Regions from separate parts of the Macaca mulatta genome. Here region 2 is linked to region 1. A link is a contact called in public Hi-C data. All regions are on one chromosome and are shown on one strand. The core of a region is the stretch at or near the end of the contact, and the rest is flanking DNA. Distances in the headings are between cores, read along the strand shown. Region 1 holds the start of SLC35A1 (solute carrier family 35 member A1). Region 2 holds the start of SMIM8 (small integral membrane protein 8).

Region 1 (4,296 bases), core at 1,304-3,803:
AGTGCTGGCATATGCTTCTGGGCAGGACTCAGGTAGCTTTTACTCATGGCAGAAGGCGAAGTGGGAGCAGGCACATCACATGGCCGGAGCAGGAGACAGAGAAAGAAAGAGAGAGACTTTTAAAACACCAGATCTCCTGTGAACTCAGAGCGAGAGCTCATTTATCACCAAGGGGATGGCCAATGCCATTCATGAGGATCTGCCCCCATGATCAGAACTCCCACCAGGCCCCACCTCCAACATTGGGGATTACAATTCAACATAGATCTGGGCAGGGACAAATGTCCACATTATATCAGAAGGCATCAGTAAGCTCAACTTTGTTAGACGATAGTTTGACAGGTTTGTCCCTGTTGGTCTTGGGCTAACTGGGTTAGGACAAAGAGGCATCAAAATCTAGTTAAGGTTGATGCCAATGAAGTATAATAGTCTTTTGAGGCAATGAAAATGTATAAGAAAAGTAGGATTCAACAGCATGATGTTATGTGAACCAGAAATGCCACAAAAATGGCTCAGCAGCGTTTGATCCACCACCTTAATTGGGATCTCCCTCTCTCTCTGTGTGTGTGTGTGTCTGTCTGTAAAATGCTCTTCCTCACCAGAAGGAATGATAGTTCCTAGTTGATTCTACCACCTAGGACAGGAAACAACAAAACCTCTTCTTGTTGCCAGAAATTAAAACATGCTTCAAAAAGCTAGTGCAGGCCAGGTGTGGTGGTTCACACCTGTAATCCCAGAACTTTGGGGGGCTGAGGTGGGAGGGTTGTTTTAGGTGGGGAGTTTGAGAACCAGCCTGGGCAACAAAGTGAGATGCCCCCACCCACAATCTCTACAAGAAGACAAAAAGAAAAAAAATAGTAAAAACAGTTGGTGCAGGCTTAAAAACACAGGCAGGCTTACAAGGGCCTTTTGGAACAATTGAGCATTTAGAAATTACACTTAATTGAGGTAAGTTGACACTATAATGATGGTCCAAACTGGGAAGAGAGAAACCATACAAAGCAGTAGCTGTAAAACAAAGGAAGGACTGTATGATAGAATATTTTTAATTTTTAAAATTAATTTCGAGTACATATATGACTTTTCTGTTTAAATGTATGCATAAGTACATACACAGGAGAGAACTGAACAATTCTACAAGTAGAAACTATACCAATTACGGTAAGGGAAGATTAGTACCAGTGAGCACACTCATTACCAGGTAGAGGAAGAGTCCAACACTATTCCAAAATGAGATTCATCAAATGTCTGCCTCTACAAAGTCAACTCTGGTCTCCTGGGAGCCCCTCCCAATATTAATATGATGCCAATAAGGCATGCAAAATGTTCCAAGAAGGTTAACAGACCAGATATATCTATATGTATATTTAACAAGACAATGGTATATAACATTCACCACTCAACCCTCTAAAAGGACAATTTTGGAGAAAGAACATGCTGCAGAAGGTGTGGGCTGCTGGGCAGCTCAGAATCTTGCATCGCTATTCCTGTAAGTGCTGAGGTATTTTCATAGTATTTTAAACCAATACACATATCTGGAACATCATTTATTTCACCAATGAATTATTTCTAATATCAATTATGATAATTAACATCCCCTAGTGAAAGTGGAGATTATAGTGGTTAAAATGCCTGTTGATACATCTACTTTTTTTTTTTTTTTTGAGACGAAGTCTCGCTGTGTCGCCCAGGCTGGAGTGCAGGGGCGCGATCTCTGCTCACTGTAATCTCCCGAGTTCAAGTGATTCTCCCGCTTCGGCCTCCTGAGTAGCTGGGATTACAGGTGCGAGCCACCACGCCCGGCTAATTTTTTGTATTTTTAGTAAAGACGGGGTTTCGCCATATTGGCCTGGCTGGTCTCGAACTCCTGACCTTAGGTGATTCATCCGCCTCGACTTCCCAAAGTGCTGGGATTACAGGCGTGAGCCACCGCGCCCGGCCGATACATCTAATTTTTTTTAAAAGGCCCTTTTGTTGTCCGAAGATCATTCGTTAGAATGTCTAGCTGGGTAAATATAACCAATGACAATGCTGACGATATGGAACAGGCACAAGACGTTTGAACAATATGTAGCATAAATTATAACTTATCTAGAACACAAGGTAACAGTGGAAGATAATGAGCTAGGTGGAAGTTACAAATGTTGCCGCAAGTAGTTTTTGTTACTTTACGAGTTCTGGGAGCTTCTCTAACAGCTTTGACAGGAGTGAATCCCTAAGGCTAAACCCAAATCCTTATCTGCCGCCTACTCACACCTTTGTGAGGACTACGATTCCCAGAAGGCAGCGCTCCCTTCACTCAGCCGGCGGGGAGCCGCAGTTTACAGAACCACCTCCCCAACCGAATTTCACACACCTGTCACTTAGGACGCGGCCGGGAAGGCCTCCCTTCGATCCGCGTTCTCCCCATTTTGGGGTGTAGTTCAGATTCCTGAAACCAGTTTTAGCGCGTGGCCGACCGGGAGGCCGGCGAGGCGCTCTAGGCCGAGCGGCTTCGTCTCTATGACCACAAGGGGCGGTCCCTGGTGTCCTGCGCTGGGGCGCGGAAGGGGCGGGCGTCAGTTCCGCGCTGGGCTATCGGGGAACCATGGCTGCCCCGAGAGGTGAGGACTGGGGCTGCTGGGAGTGGGAAGTCTGAGGGGGGCGGCGGCGGTCTAGCATCTGCGCTGGTCCGCGCCTGTCGAGCAGCGGAACACCCTGGTTGCCCACGGCCTCTGCGGCCGGGCTGAGGCGTCAGGAATTTGCGTGGAGCTGCTCCCGGCCGTCCGGGCAGCCGGCCTCCCCCTGCGGCTGCAGTCTCCGCGCCTGACTCCGCGTTTGGCAGGTCGGCAGTCCGAGACCGCGCTGACCTCCACTAGCTGGGAGTGGGTGGGAACCGAATTCTGACAGGCCTGGGTTGCGGCGGACCCGGAGAGGGGCCAGGGCGTGGGTCCGGGGCTGGACCGCATCGCCCAGCGAGACAGGACAGTTCTTGGCCCTGGCCCCGCGACTTCGGTGTCTTCTGCGCCTCCTGCCTTGCGGATGCTCAGAGACTTAAAGGCAGACTCCGGGCGCAGACCCCACGCGGCGGCTGGGCCATGCAACAACCAGTAAAGACATCATTGGGACGTCAAAACAGCACTGAAATCGTAATGAAAGGAAGATAACAATCGTTAACAGTTCCCACCTGTGTGCTGTATGTAATTATAGAGAATGCTGTATGCAGTTAGAAGGAACACTCTGATATTTGTGGTGGAAGGTGAGAGCCACCTCCCTCCTCCTAAGGGATGGCACATTTGGGTGAAGGCGTATTTGTTTACTAATTGGCATTTAAGGAGGGCGAGTCTAATTGACTCCGCACCACTTTTGCTGAGCAGTGTAAGTTGGGACCAGAGGTGGATTTTTTGACTGTGGTGCATTAACTAGGAGAAGTTGGACAACACTCGGATTCTTGCTCCACCCTTCCTCCATAGAACACTTGGCTTCACCCTTGAATAAATATTGAACGAATACCTAAGGAATATCTTCTTACGTGGGTGTCAAGTTATTTTCCCTGTTGCGAGGTCCATGTTTATCATCAGGCCCTGCCCAGGGGCATTGTCTTTAATTGCATATGCTTCTCTTATGTCTTCTTTCTGTTTCATTTCAAATAAGTCCAATCTTAAAAGCCTTTTGTGTAGCAACACAGGAAATAAAGGAAAAAGAAATAGAATTGTTCTGATAACTAAAATGGAATGGGGATAGCAAAATTGATCCGAACGAAAACTTATAAATAACAGAAGTCAAATCATTACTTGAAATAGCTGCAACAATGTAAAGGTTTAGGCTTATTGCCAATACATATTTGTTGAGGCTTGATTGTAATCCTAACAAAATTACAGTTTCTATAGCTTCCGAATATCCACAAAAGATTTATCTGGGACTTCCTGAATTTCTAAGTTCTTAGGTATTACAAGTAATGTCCCCATAAACTATAGTAAAACGTAACTGAAAAAAATTTTAAACTGTAAGTTTCTTTTGAGGGACATTTCCACACAAATACTGTGTAGGAGTAAACAGAACTTCGTGAGAAGCAGAGAACAATGCAGGGTTAAGATGTGGCTGCCAGTTGAGTTGTTGGCTAGGTTTATAGTTACTGGCATTGGGTGTGGTTTGAATGATTTGCCCAATTTGAAGTGATTACATATGGACTTTTGATATTACCCTAAAATAACTGAAATTGCTAATAACTGAAATTTTATACTGGAGAATTTGTGAATGGAGTGAACAAGAAATAGTTTAGTCTGATGTTAAACTGCCAGAGAAAATCGTACTTAA
Region 2 (4,296 bases), core at 455-2,954, 140 kb before region 1:
CATCTGTTATCAGACCTTAAAAGATGTCAGACTCTCTGGAAAAGACCTAGTAAGGGGCCAGGCGCAGTGGCTCATGCCTGTAATCCCAGCACTTTCGGAGGCTGAGGCAGGTGGATTGCCTGAGGTCAGGAGTTCGAGACCAGCCTGATCAATATGGTGAAACTCTGTCTCTACTAAAAATACAAAAATTAGCCAGGCACGGTGGCATACACCTGCAGTCCCAGCTACTTGGGAGGATGAGGCAGGAGAATTGCTTGAGCCCAGGAGGTGGAGGTTGCAGTGAGCCAAGATCATGCCACTGCATTCCAGCCTGGGCGACAGAGTGACACTCTCACACTCCATCTCAAAAAAAAAAAAAAAAAAATCTAGTAAGGGAAAGTGATTCTGTATAGAATGTAAATTTTCCCCGGAAGAGACAGCTTTTCAAGGCCATTTCAAAATATGTCGAATAAATATATTTTGGGGTAACATATTTTTATTTCTTTCAGGTCCCACTATGTGTCATGTGATGTTATTCCAGAGTCAGGTTGGAATTTTCTTATTGCTACAGTATATTTTATCAGTCTTAAGATCTCCGTTTTAATGTTAATTCTGGTCAGTTGTGTCTAAACTCCAATGGGAGGAGGGTATAATGAGGCATGTCCAACCACCCACCCCTTCCCATCAGGGTCTGAACTCATTTTTCAGGGTTTTTTGAGATTACCTTGGCCAAGACAGAGGTCCATTCCTTTTGGGGGTAGGTGGGTGGTGGTGGTGCTTAGAATTTTATTTTTGGTTTTTGTATTAGTCTCTTCTCACACTGCTAGAAAGAACTACCTGAGGCTGGGTAACTTATAGAGAAAAGAGGTTTCATTAGCTCGCAGTTCCACAGGCTGTACAGGAGGTATGGCTCCAGAGGCCTCAGGAAATTTACAATCATGGCAGAAGAGGAAGCAAGCACGTCCTACCATGGCGCAGGAGAGAGACAGAGAGAGAGAGAGTGCGAAAGGGGAAGTGCTACACACTTTTAAACGAACAGATCTTCTGAGAACTTCAGCATGGGAATGTCAAGGGGAAAGTCTGCCGCATGATTCAGTGACCTCTCACCAGGGCCCTCCTTCAACACAAGGGTGCTATCATTCCACATGAGATTTGGGTGGTGACACAGAGCCAAACCATATCAGTTTTCACGTGTATCCCAACAAACTTAAACATCAGCAAAGTATGTGCAAACCAGCATCCCTATATCTATTCTTGTCTCAACTGCACCTGCATACATCTGCATCTTGGACTCTCAAGGCCCTAACGTAATGGCAGAGTATTAACTCTACACTTAAATGACTGTGCCCCTAAAGTAGGGGTAGGAGGAGATCAGATCTAGCTTTCTTTCCCAAATCAGAATGCTTTTCCACTTTCATGAAATAAACATACTTCTAGGAGATGTCTCCTTTTATTTATACAAACATACACACGGAACTGGAAGGTAATTTGAAGTTGGGAGGTGGAAAACTAAAGGTCAAAAAGGGAAGAAAGCAAAAACGTCCCTTGCAAACTCTAGCCCGCAGACCTCAAGGACGGGCGCGAGGTCCTCAGAACCGGAACGACGAGCGCTGGATGGATTCCTGCAGCCCCGCGCTGCAACCTCCGGAAGATAGGAGACGCTGTGGCGCCAGGCCGGGCGCGCTCTACCGCTCTCTCTCGCAGGTGGGGCGGTGAGGTGGGGCGGGGCGTCTCGGGCGCTGAGAGGACGTGACCCCGCAAAAGGTAAGCGGCGGCGGCGGCTACGGTGCTGAGTGGTTGGGCGCCGGCCTGGAGGGGACCGGGCGGCCGCACCATCACGCTCCCGTCTCTGCCCTTCCTGGCTGCCCTGCGGGCCCCCCAGGGAGGGAGCGTCCTCTCGGGCAGCCCAAATCTTTGCCTCTCGGTGGACGCCCTGTACCCGCACCCCAAGTCGGTGGAGCTTTCTGGCCCCACAGAGCCCATTTCCCGGACTCACCTTGCGGGCGCCAGTCTGTTCGGTACTTCATCCATGGACTCCCCCACCCCTAGAACTCTCTGGTTTCCTCCAGTTTCTTAGTGTCCTGGCTCACCAGACTCATAGTTAGGGGAGCATGGTGGTGTTTTCAGGAGATGCCCCTTTTCTTTTGTCATTGTGCGGACACGCGTACTTGTTCAGCCCTGCCACACAATGTGTAGAACTTAACTGAATGAAGTTTCTTCTGGAGGCTTCCAATGCGTCTTTGAGTAAGCCTTCGGCAGCGAACTGTAGTCCATGACATTGGGGGAAGCCAGATAAGACTCAGATTGTCAGTCCTCAGGCTGTCGCCAGCAAAGCCTTTCTCCTTTTTTCAGGGACCGTAGTACATCCAAGAGATGGAAAGGTGCTTTGTTTTGTTTTGTCTTGTTTTGTTTTGTTTAAGACAGAGTTTCACTCTGTCGCCCAGGCTGGAGTGCAGTGGTGCGATCTGAGCTCACCGCAACCTTCACCTCCTGGGTTCAAGCGATTCTCGTGCCTCAGCCTCCCGAGGACCTGGAATTACAGATGTGCGCCACCACACCCGGCTACTTTTTGTATTTTTAGTAGAGACAAGGTTTCATCATGTTGGCCACGCTGGTTTCCAACTCCTGACCTCAAGCAATCCACCCGCCTCAGCCTCCCAAAGTGCTGGGATTACAAGCGTGAGCCACCCCACCCGGTGGGAAAGATACTTTTTTAAAAAGTATATTTTACCTTAAAAACAACATATATATAATCAGTTTTTAAAACAAGTGATTATAATTTTGTTTCTTAAATATTGTAATAGATATGCAAAGGCCTTTTATCAATTTAAAAGTAAGATGGGGTGAGGTGGTGAAATATTGGTGGGCTGGAGATTGGGAGACCTAGGTGATCGCACCCTCCTGGTAAAGACATCTCCCTGGGTCTGGGTTTCTCAGAAGGGGATGTAGAAGGGGGAGTTAGACAAAGTGGTGAGTACGACAGTAGCTACCATTCATTGAACATCTGCATCCTTTAAAATGTATTCGTCTTATTTAATACACACATTTAGTACCTATCTATGCAATAGATAGTAGTACCCTTTTATAAAGATGGAAACTGAAAATCAGAGTTGGCACCTAAAGACACACAGGTTATAAGTAGCGAAGTGAGAATTTGAGGTTATGCTAATTCCCTCAAGCCATGAAGTCCTCTGATTCTATCCCAAACTTGTTTAAACTAATTTAAATTATTTTTAAGGTTTTCTGCCCCAAACTTCAAGTTAGTTTCTTAAGTATTAAGATAATGTGGCATGTGAAACTATTAAGAAGTGTATTATACTTTCATTAAAATATTTTGCCCATTTTATAATTCTCTGTCTTTTAAAGGAAAGGCTTTCATTATTAATAAGGTTCCTGCTTGTTAACATTTTATGATTCTGGTCATTTTATTTTGTCTTCTATTGAGGTGCTTATTTCTAAAATATATATTTGAAGATTGTTTCCCTTGAAGTAATTCTTATATTCTTTATAGCTTGGTCTAATTTGCATGTACAATATATTAATAGGTAGTCATGTATTCTGGAATAACTCCCTGAGCAAGACTTTTACTGAAGGAGGGAAAATCATTCAAAAATGACTAGTCCTGACTCTCGGCATAGGACCATCTGTACAACCTCTCACATTGTGTGTTACTAATTTCAGGGGCTTACTATTCTTATGCTTTGAGATGTAAATGACTCTCATGGAGTTGGGTAAATAGGCAGTCCTTTATCTTTGCTTCTTTTTCCATTGCACGCTTCCATCACAGGAGGATGGACAGGAGAAAAAGGTAAAGAACACGTTACCGGGGAGAAACAAATGAAGTAAATACAGCTTAGTTTAGACCTTTTTTACAGGCAGCTGTGAAATGTTCTACTCTCCTTTTTTTTTTTTTTTTTTTTTTTTAAGAAAAGATAAATAGCAGTTTCTTAATCATGCATAGAAAAGGGAACAAGAAGTGGGTGATGGAAAAATGAAGAAGAAATAAGAGTGGGGCAGATTACACAGCCAGGGGTGCCTGCTTAATTATTTTGCAGGTAGGGCCTCACACAAATTAATCCCAAAATTACTTAGCCAAGAGCAGTGTAATGCCAGGTTCCCAGCATCCCTACTAATCTGTATGTTTTATGTGATTACTGTTTTAACACAGTAAATGAGGTTTTTAAATCCAGCTTAAAATAAATAGATCTTCAAAGTGATAATAACTAGAGATTGGTCAATATCATCTGTAAGTAAGTGAGTGACAGCTGTAATGGAAACAAAGAGTAAGGGAAGAAGGTGAAGAAACTAGTGGGAAGA

The links. A called contact is a pair of places that touch in the nucleus more often than the background predicts.
Region 2: a Hi-C map of liver shows a contact between it and region 1, with 5 times the contacts expected there. The contact joins the promoter of SMIM8 here to the promoter of SLC35A1 in region 1. A contact is called at or near these places in 4 of 14 Hi-C or Micro-C datasets (CD4 T cells, cortical neurons, fetal cortex germinal zone and 1 more).

Annotation. Positions count from the first base shown.
Region 1 is chr4:98,447,447-98,451,742 of T2T-MMU8v2.0, reverse strand. SLC35A1 (solute carrier family 35 member A1) reads left to right here and starts at 2,553. Exons shown (of 8, transcript NM_001266759.1): 1 at 2,553-2,603. The coding sequence starts at 2,588.
Region 2 is chr4:98,586,184-98,590,479 of T2T-MMU8v2.0, reverse strand. It overlaps SMIM8 (small integral membrane protein 8), which reads left to right and starts at 1,704. Exons shown (of 3, transcript XM_002803820.4): 1 at 1,704-1,743.